Regions from separate parts of the Zea mays genome. Here region 1 is linked to region 2. Evidence: chromatin contacts called from public Hi-C data. All regions are on one chromosome and are shown on one strand. Each heading gives the region's core, a stretch centred on a gene start, on an enhancer-like site or on the middle of the called end of the contact. The rest is flanking DNA. Distances are from core to core; before and after follow the strand shown.

Evidence for each region. A called contact is a pair of places that touch in the nucleus more often than the background predicts.
Region 1: a Hi-C map of leaf shows a contact between it and region 2, with 4 times the contacts expected there. The contact joins the promoter of LOC100285823 here to the promoter of LOC103639027 in region 2. A contact is called at or near these places in 10 of 25 Hi-C or Micro-C datasets (bundle sheath, ear, endosperm and 4 more) and 1 of 3 datasets of contacts at active chromatin or transcription factors (leaf).

Annotation. Positions count from the first base shown.
Region 1 is chr9:127,525,223-127,529,338 of Zm-B73-REFERENCE-NAM-5.0, forward strand. It overlaps LOC100285823 (pre-mRNA-splicing factor PRP17), which reads left to right and starts at 1,825. Exons shown (of 2, transcript NM_001367338.1): 1 at 1,825-3,622. The coding sequence starts at 1,911.
Region 2 is chr9:127,307,451-127,312,021 of Zm-B73-REFERENCE-NAM-5.0, forward strand. It overlaps LOC103639027, which reads left to right and starts at 1,516. Exons shown (of 14, transcript XM_008661807.3): 1 at 1,516-1,983; 2 at 2,470-2,508; 3 at 2,620-2,798; 4 at 3,562-3,697. The coding sequence starts at 1,852.

The DNA.
Region 1 (4,116 bases), core at 575-3,074, 220 kb after region 2:
CGCATAAACAATTCTATTACGAAGCGAACGCAACTTGAACGGACCAAATCGGAGCCAAAATGCACAAGATATGGATTATCCAAGTTTGGTTGTACTTTGATATAAATTTTATGCTTTAAAATATTTCTCAGTAGCTTTTTTGAAAATTCTAGGGACCTATTTGTGAAATATTCCTCATTAGCTTTTTTTGAAAATTCCAGGGTTTAGCTATTATTGCTATTGAATTAGGTGGACGACGGGTTAAATCCTAAAAACCCGTGGGTCTCTTTTATAAATGTGGCGGCCGAAGGGGTATCGTATCATGTGAACCATTAGATTTAAAATATGCGGCATAGATTAGACTACTCAATCCCTTGAACATGTACCTATCCTACCTGTTAGATCTCGGATCGACGGTCGTCCGAAGCCCACGCCTTCTTCGAACCTGGAGTTTCGGATTTCTGATCGACGGTTAAGCTTCAAATACTCGAAGGGGGTATCTTAGCTTGTAATCTACACCGTTCATCGTTGATCCGACAGCTACAGTTGTGCCTCTTCCCTCCTGACGACGCCAGGCGACGCCGTCACGCGCCACACGACGGCGAACATGCCGGAGGCGGCACCAACATGCTCTGGTGCCCCAAACTAACCGCTACATATACGCAGGGGAGTTCTTTGCAAAGTGGTTTTGGGTCTGGATGCTGGAACGACGAAGCGAGGGGTCGGTACATATACGCAGGGGAGTTCGGGCGGGAGCAACAGTCCGAAGATCACCACCTTTTGGGTGTTACACGCTTGACCTGCACCACATCAACATTCGTGCATGACTTAAAACCTAGTCCTAAACACCCAAGACAACATGTAAAACATGTACTAGTCTTGCCACACTGTAGAAAATTTAAATAGATGCTTGCTCGTCCATGTTCTTTCCCTAACGCCCTTCTACCTAACCTGGGTGAGCCTCACGAGACTTTTGTCCGTCCTCTTGCCTTTAGAGGGCTTCTTCAAAAGCACCCATATGTTCCCTTCTTATGAACACTTCATTCTTCTTTTCCTTCAAGCACATCTGCTCAAAACACCATCATAATCATCATAAACTCTCATTGGCCATTGTCTCAACAAGTTAGGCAAGCACATTAATATATACATCATGGTATGCAATCTTATACAATATGGCAATTTATAAGATGTTACCATCATCTAATATGTTAAGTTCACTATTTATCTTAACAAAGATCCTCATATCTAATGATTTTGTAAATATATTTGCCAATTATTGTCTGCGTCGAACTCTTTAAGGCTCTATTCGGTTATTACTACACCGCATGGATTAGATGAGATTGAAAAAAAGTAGAGATTTTAACTTGCGATGCATTTAAACTCACCATCCCATCTAATCCACATGGATTGAGATGAAAACGAACAGGCCCTAAAGAGAAATACTGTCCTTATATTTATGAAGGAAGTGTAATACAATTTTATATAAATATAGTAACTTAAAATATAAAGCAGGAAGTCCTTTTTAGGAGAAGAGACTAGGGGTGTATTTGGTTCAGTTTTTTTTTGACTAGTTTTTCTAAGAATTTGGCTATGGGAGAATTTAATTATCGTGGGGTTTACGTGCAGAGGAAGATAAAATGGTCTAAAGGGTTCAGGATCTAGAAGACGGCAGATTTCTATTATCGTGGCGACTCGTTCGATTTTGATTTTATATCGATTTAAACGGTTTTTACCGAAACGATTTTTATAGAAGTTGGCTCAAACAAACGGGGCATAGAAAGTTAGGCCGTTAGCACTTCAGCTTGATATGTTATACAACCGGCCCATCGCACCTTGGAGCGGCCCAGCTCGTGCGCTCTCGTCTTCGCGATCGCGAACAGTCGCGGCGGCCTCGTCATTGCCGCAGAAACCCTAACCCTAGATCCGCCGTCATGGATCTCCTCCAGTCCTCTTACGCGCCGGACGACGCGTCGTCTCCGGAGGCTTCGGCGGCCGCGTCCTCGCCGGACTCCTCGCCGCTCCGCCTTCCGTCCAAGTCCGCCGCCCCCGCCGTCGATGACACCGCGCTCGCACTCTCCTCCGCGGCGTCCGCCGCCCGCCCACTCGACCCTTCGCTCCACCTCGTCGCCTTCAACCCAACTGCTGACCAGCTCTGGGCTCCCATCCTCGGGCCCCAGCACCCCCACGCCCCGATCTCGTCCGCCTCCGGCAACCGCAACCACAAGCTCGGCCACGTTGAGGACGCCGCTGTCCTGCCATTCCTATTCGACGAGCAGTACAACACCTTCCATCGGTTTGGCTACGCCGCCGACCCGTCTGGCCTCCACATCGTCGGCGACGCCCAGCCCCAGGCGCCTGAGCCCGACACTGTCTACAACCTCGCCCCTTCCGAGCACAAGCGCCGTCGCCTCCTGGCCAAGGCGGACAACGAGGCGGAGCTAGCCCCCCCGGAGGCAAAGAACCCCGCCTCCGAGGAATGGATCCTCCACAACAAGCAGAGTCCCTGGGCTGGGAAGAAGGAAGCGCCTCCCGCGGAGCTCACTGACGAGCAGAAGCAGTATGCGGAGGCGCACGCTGCCAAGAAGGCCGAGAAGGAGGCCCGCCTCGAAGGGAAGAGCGAGAGGACAGAGGTTGTGGTCAAGACCACCTTCCACGGCAAGGAGGAGAAGGACTACCAAGGACGCTCCTGGATCACGCCGCCCAAGGATGCCAAGGCCACAAACGACCACTGCTACATCCCCAAGAGGTGTGTGCACGAGTGGGTCGGTCACACCAAGGGGGTCTCAGCTATCAGGTTTTTCCCGAAGTATGGACATTTGCTGCTCTCTGCGAGTATGGATTGCAAGATTAAGATCTGGGATGTTCTTGGGTCACGGACATGTATGCGTACCTATATGGGGCACTCAAAGGCGGTAAGGGATATATCATTCTCCAATGACGGGACTAAGTTCTTGAGCGCTGGGTATGACAGGAATATACAGTACTGGGATACTGAGACAGGGCAGGTGATCTCGACCTTTTCAACTGGGAAGGTCCCATATGTTGTGAAGCTCAATCCTGATGAGGATAAGCAGCATATTCTCCTTGCCGGAATGAGCGATAAGAAGATTGTGCAATGGGATATGAAGTCAGGGCAGATTACACAAGAGTATGATCAGCATTTAGGGGCTGTGAACACCATAACTTTTGTGGATAACAACAGGAGATTTGTGACCTCAAGTGATGACAAGTCTCTTCGTGTGTGGGAGTTTGGCATCCCTGTGGTGATTAAGTACATCAGTGAGCCGCACATGCATTCAATGCCATCGATGTCACTGCATCCCAACTCCAATTGGCTGGCAGCACAGAGTTTGGACAATCAGATACTGATATACAGCACCAAGGAGAGGTTTCAGCTTAATAAGAAGAAGAGATTTGCTGGCCACATTGTGGCAGGTTATGCTTGTCAGGTGAACTTCTCACCTGATGGGAGGTTTGTGATGTCTGGTGATGGCGAGGGTAGCTGCTGGTTCTGGGACTGGAAAAGCTGCAGGAGATTCAAGACTTTGAAGTGTCACAACGGGGTTTGCATTGGATGTGAGTGGCATCCGTTGGAAACTAGCAAGGTTGCAACCTGTGGATGGGATGGTGTAATTAAATACTGGTAAGTTGATCACACAACCACGCGTGCTCCTTTTAATTGGAACCACTGCTTTTAATTGCTTTGTGATCTAGCAGAGGTTTTCTTGCTAAGAGGAGTCTTTTCTGTTGAATACTTATAGAAACTCTCAGGCTCACAATGCATTCAGAGAATTAAGCTTTTACTAACTTAATCACATGCATGGCGCCCTTGCAAATGTTGTGCTAAGATTTTTATGAACAAACTAGGACATTTTGTTTTGTTTCATATTACAGGTTGTGGTGAATATAATCTTTTGTAAATGTTTGATTTGATCTATACTATATTAGTTTTATTTGCACAAGAGTTGCTTTAGTTAGTCACAAACACAAAAAAATAGTAGGATACATACTTGATTATGGTTTGCATGCAGAACTTGCACCCAGAGGCTAGATTGCGTATGGTGGCATTTTTTTGTGTGCCCTAAATGTGGTTTCAAAAACTGTTTGTTCATAAACGCTATAATTTCTTGTCTTATT
Region 2 (4,571 bases), core at 266-2,765:
GGAAAGATTAGGGAGCAAGGGGGAATACAGATAGCCCGCCTACGAGTATGAATACCCGGTCTAATATGACGAGGGCATATCGTATGCATCCTGTCCACGTATGCACATACGAGAACCTGACCCTTCAACGATTGATCTTAAGGTTGCAACAACTTTTACACTTTCACCATTGAGGAGGTCACGTAGGCTAGGTCTTTTTCAACCATTTCTCTCTCTCAAACGGTTACTTAGACCGATTAAATGCTTCTCCTTAATCTCGAGGGTCACTTGGACCCCATAAGGATCATCACACAATTAGGTGTCTCCTGCTAGCTTTACAAGTCACTTGAGAGTTTAGAAGGAGATAAAAAAACACGACCGACAAAGCCAAACAACAAGAGCAACATGAGAAGACAAAAGATCACACTCTCTCTAGACTTTCCAAGGCACTAATTACTTATGATAACTAGTCACAATTATAATACTTGGAGGAGTTTGGGAGCTTGGAATGTGTCTTGGAGTGGTGTGCTTGCTCTTGTATTGAATGTGGATGAATGAAATGCTTGGATGTTATGAATGAAGGTGGTTGTATTTATAGCCACCAACCACTTACTAGCTATTGCCAACTTTCTGCCACACGCGGACGGCCCGCGCTCCTGGCTCGGACAGTCCGCCCCGCACATCAACACCTGAAATCGCAACGGTCAGCATCAACAGCTATATCAACGGTTATGCGTGCATTAATGTGTCGTCAGATGTTAGATAAGCAGTCACGGACGGTCCGACCATGCCGCGAGGACGCTAAAAATGAATTTTACCAAAACTGGCACCTATAGTTTTTCTGGTGTTCAACGGGCGGATGGTTCGCGTCAGAGGATCGGACGATCGCTTTTGGCCCACGGTGCTCTTCTCTCCTTTAGACAATCCGTAGTAGAAATGTGATTTTCAACATTGTTTCTGTCCGAAGTGCATCGAGGTGTTGCGGACGGTCCACCAGAAGGACCCGGACGGTCCGCACACAAGTGAATTCTCAAAAAGCTCACATGTTTGGAATAATCTACGTTATTCCGGACAGTCGACTTAGAATTAAGATGGATGGACTTATGCACCTGTGAATCAATCAATTAGGCAAACTAGTTAGTCCATATTGGTTGTGATGATCATCAAACACCAATCACTTTAAGTGGTGTTAAACGCTTTAAAGGATGTTTGGAAGTATCTCGTTTTTAGGAAACTGATTTATAAATGTGATTGCAAACATACCAGTTTATGTTCTAGTTTATAAAAACTAGATTCCTAGTTTTAAAAAAAAACCAAAAGGCTAGGCACTGGCTAAAAAACCGAGGTGTTTCACACACCATAAAACCAGTTTAGAAAATAGAAACTAGATTTTTAAAAACTAGGTTGCTTCTAAACATATCTTAAATACTGTAGTATTTTAATTTCTAGGGCACTTTTTTAGTCACTTTGTTGGGATACTCTTATCACGTTACTAATTGATTTTGTATTATGTTTCCAGACTTCCAGTGAAGTTCCATTTGGCGCTAGACACATTCGAGCGCCCTGGAGGCCTGGATCTGGTTGATCACACGTGGACGGCGGTACGGAGTGGAGCCTCAACTCGACTCGGGTCCGGCGCTGAGCCGCTGACCGTCGACCCGACCTTGCCCTGGCTCGCCTCCTCCGCTGCGGCGGTCTGGAAGGGATCACTGGATCGTAGATCCCACTCGGCAAACCCAAACGGCCAAACCTTTGCTTGCATTCAGCACCCCCGGCGAGACGCCACTCCAACTGCCGGGATCCAGCCGCTGCACGCGGCGGCCACCCCGCCCTGCCGGCCGACCAGGGGGGTTGAGAGCGGGCGAGGCGGAGATGCAGAGCGCCACGCGGCTGACGCTGCTACTGTGCGCGGCGTGGGCGGCCGCGCTGCTGTACGGCGAGATGGGCGCCTACTGGGTCTCCTACCTCGCATGCTCGTGGCCCTCGTCGTCCTCCTCGCCGCCGGTGAGTACGTGGCTACGCTGATTTGGGAGGCGATGCGGCCGTGCGGGTTTTTTTGGTAGATGTGTTTTCTCAGGATTCTAACTCGTTGTTCTGGATCCAAAAACTAGCACCGCGTCGATTAAGCTAGGGTTCCGTTCCCAGCAGTTACTCATGCTTTGCTTAGCACACATTTCGATCTCACCGAGGCAAACAAGGTTGTCGGCATTGCTTACCCGTGTTTTATTGCCTTCGTCATAAATCATGCTGGACTCTTTATGGCTAGTCCTATGCAATTCATTGGGCACACAGTAGTAAGATGGGTTGGGGATGATAGTTTTCAGTGGACTAGTAACTCAGGAATTTGCATGAAAACTTTGTTATCTTTCACGAGCATGTTATTTCCTTAAAACCGAATTTCAGTCGACCATCAAGTAACGATTTTCCACGATGTCAATGTTATCTTATATCTTACAATCATATTCCCCCCCTTTAACTTTTCTTGAACAGAATAACCATGTCAAGGTTGCTGTTGTTGCTGACCCACAGGCGAGTTCCCCTTCTAGCATTATTCTGTGTAATTTTGCTGTTAAACCTGCAATAGTATGCAGCGATTATCTTGAATATGTTGCTCCTTCCTGAAAAGGTCTTCCTTTGCAGCTTATGGATAGCACCTCCCTTGGTCTTCCATCAAGCTCAGTTGCTCTCCAAGCTGCTGAGTTTTACACGGATTTGAACATGAGAAGGTCCTTCCAGTCCACCATACTGCCATTCAAACCTGATGTGGTCTTATTTCTTGGTGATCACTTTGATGGAGGCCCTTACATGCCCGATGAAGAGTAAGGCACGGATACTGATTTCCAATTCATCTTTTAATTGGCACACTAAGTTCACTTATCAACATTACATCTAATACTAAGTTGTCCTGTGATGGTTGGATTTGGAACTATTGTGTGTGCTTCAAAGGATGCAATTTATCCTTAGAACAGTTCCATATCATCTTTATTGTATAACCGCCTGTCTGTTTTATCTATATATTTCCTACCAGAAAATAGATGTCTTCATAACTTCCTACACACAGTTCACTGGCATAACTGCATACCTAGTATTTATGTAACAACCTTCTTACACAATAGAAAACATAAAGCACTGATCAGCATGTTCAGTGATGTGTCATATGAGGTTTGGTAATTTAACCCAACAACAGACTTGGATGTGTATACAATACACATGAATAACATGTCATCATCGTGGGATGACTGATGAGCCTTTGCCTTTCTATCTACACTAATGCCGATGACATGTTACCTTTTAGCAGCCTTGCATCTCATCCATGAATAAATGCTAGAAAGTTTTCGTGTTGCTTGTCTCCGTTCTCTTCTTTATTGATTGATGTTTCTTGCGCCCCCTGGCCCTTTGTCAATGTCTCGAAGTTTTTTTATTGATTGATTTTATTCTTTGGGGGATTGTTAATTTTCTTCATTCGTTTTTGCATTGGTATACAATTATACATTAATCAGAACTTACTCCATGACACAATGGTTAAATTGTTCACCAATTAGTTTTGTATTCTTTTCCTAATATGTGTTCCAAACCTTTCAGGTGGCAGGAATCATTGTTTCGATTTAAACATATATTCGGCCTGAATGATCAAAGAACAAAGCAACAGATCCCTATCTACTACCTTCCAGGAAATCATGATATTGGTTACTCAGCATTTCATTCAGTCCATCCTGAGGTGATTAACCACAGTTGCTTCCCTCCCCTGCAAGCTTTCCATTTACTACTTTCTGTAATCTCATGCTATTATTTATTTTGAAAGGTATTTTATTTTAGTAGCCATGCACCTCTAGACAAAGATAGGCTTCCTTGCATTAAGATTCGTAGTTTCTTCTCATCTAAGGACCACCCAGACTTGATCCCTGTTGCTGAAACTCTGGGTGGCACACTGACTGGCACCCTTTCCATGTTTTGTACTTTTTCACCGCCTAGTTCATTGCTTTGCTAATTGCTGCAAGTGGTGCTTCTTGGTGCGTTTTAAATCTTCAAGAAGAGATGTTTGTAGCACCCTGCTGAACCCTTTCAGTTTTTTTTTCTCAGCTGGTTGCTTCTTCATGGCTTTGCCATATTACAAAGAGGCTATTCCGACATATAACAAACTTTATTATTGTAATCTGAAGTTTAACATTTTACCAAATTTAAGTTTACAGACCATAAAATGTACACCTTAGCCAAATCAATGCATGTGCAACTAAATTCTAGTTATAATTTGTGCATTTCTATAACTATGTATGTAGTGTTCATGTTATGGTCGTTAGATCGGTGAGGGATTGGAGAGGGGTATCGATGGGCAGGAACATCGGCCTGGGGCCTCTGCCCACGACCGAGCAAGAGGAGGGTTTCTCCCTTCTAATTCTTGCCTACTTTATTTCTCATCCATTGATTACATAAATAGGCCAGCTGGCCGCCCCTATCTAGCTAGAGATCCTTATCTCCTTAAAACTCTCCTAAAAACTCTCAACAACTACTAACTGATAACCTTTCTAGATAATCTCAACTAATCTCCTAGATAATCTCAACTAATCTTCTAATCTTATCTCTAACTATTCTTA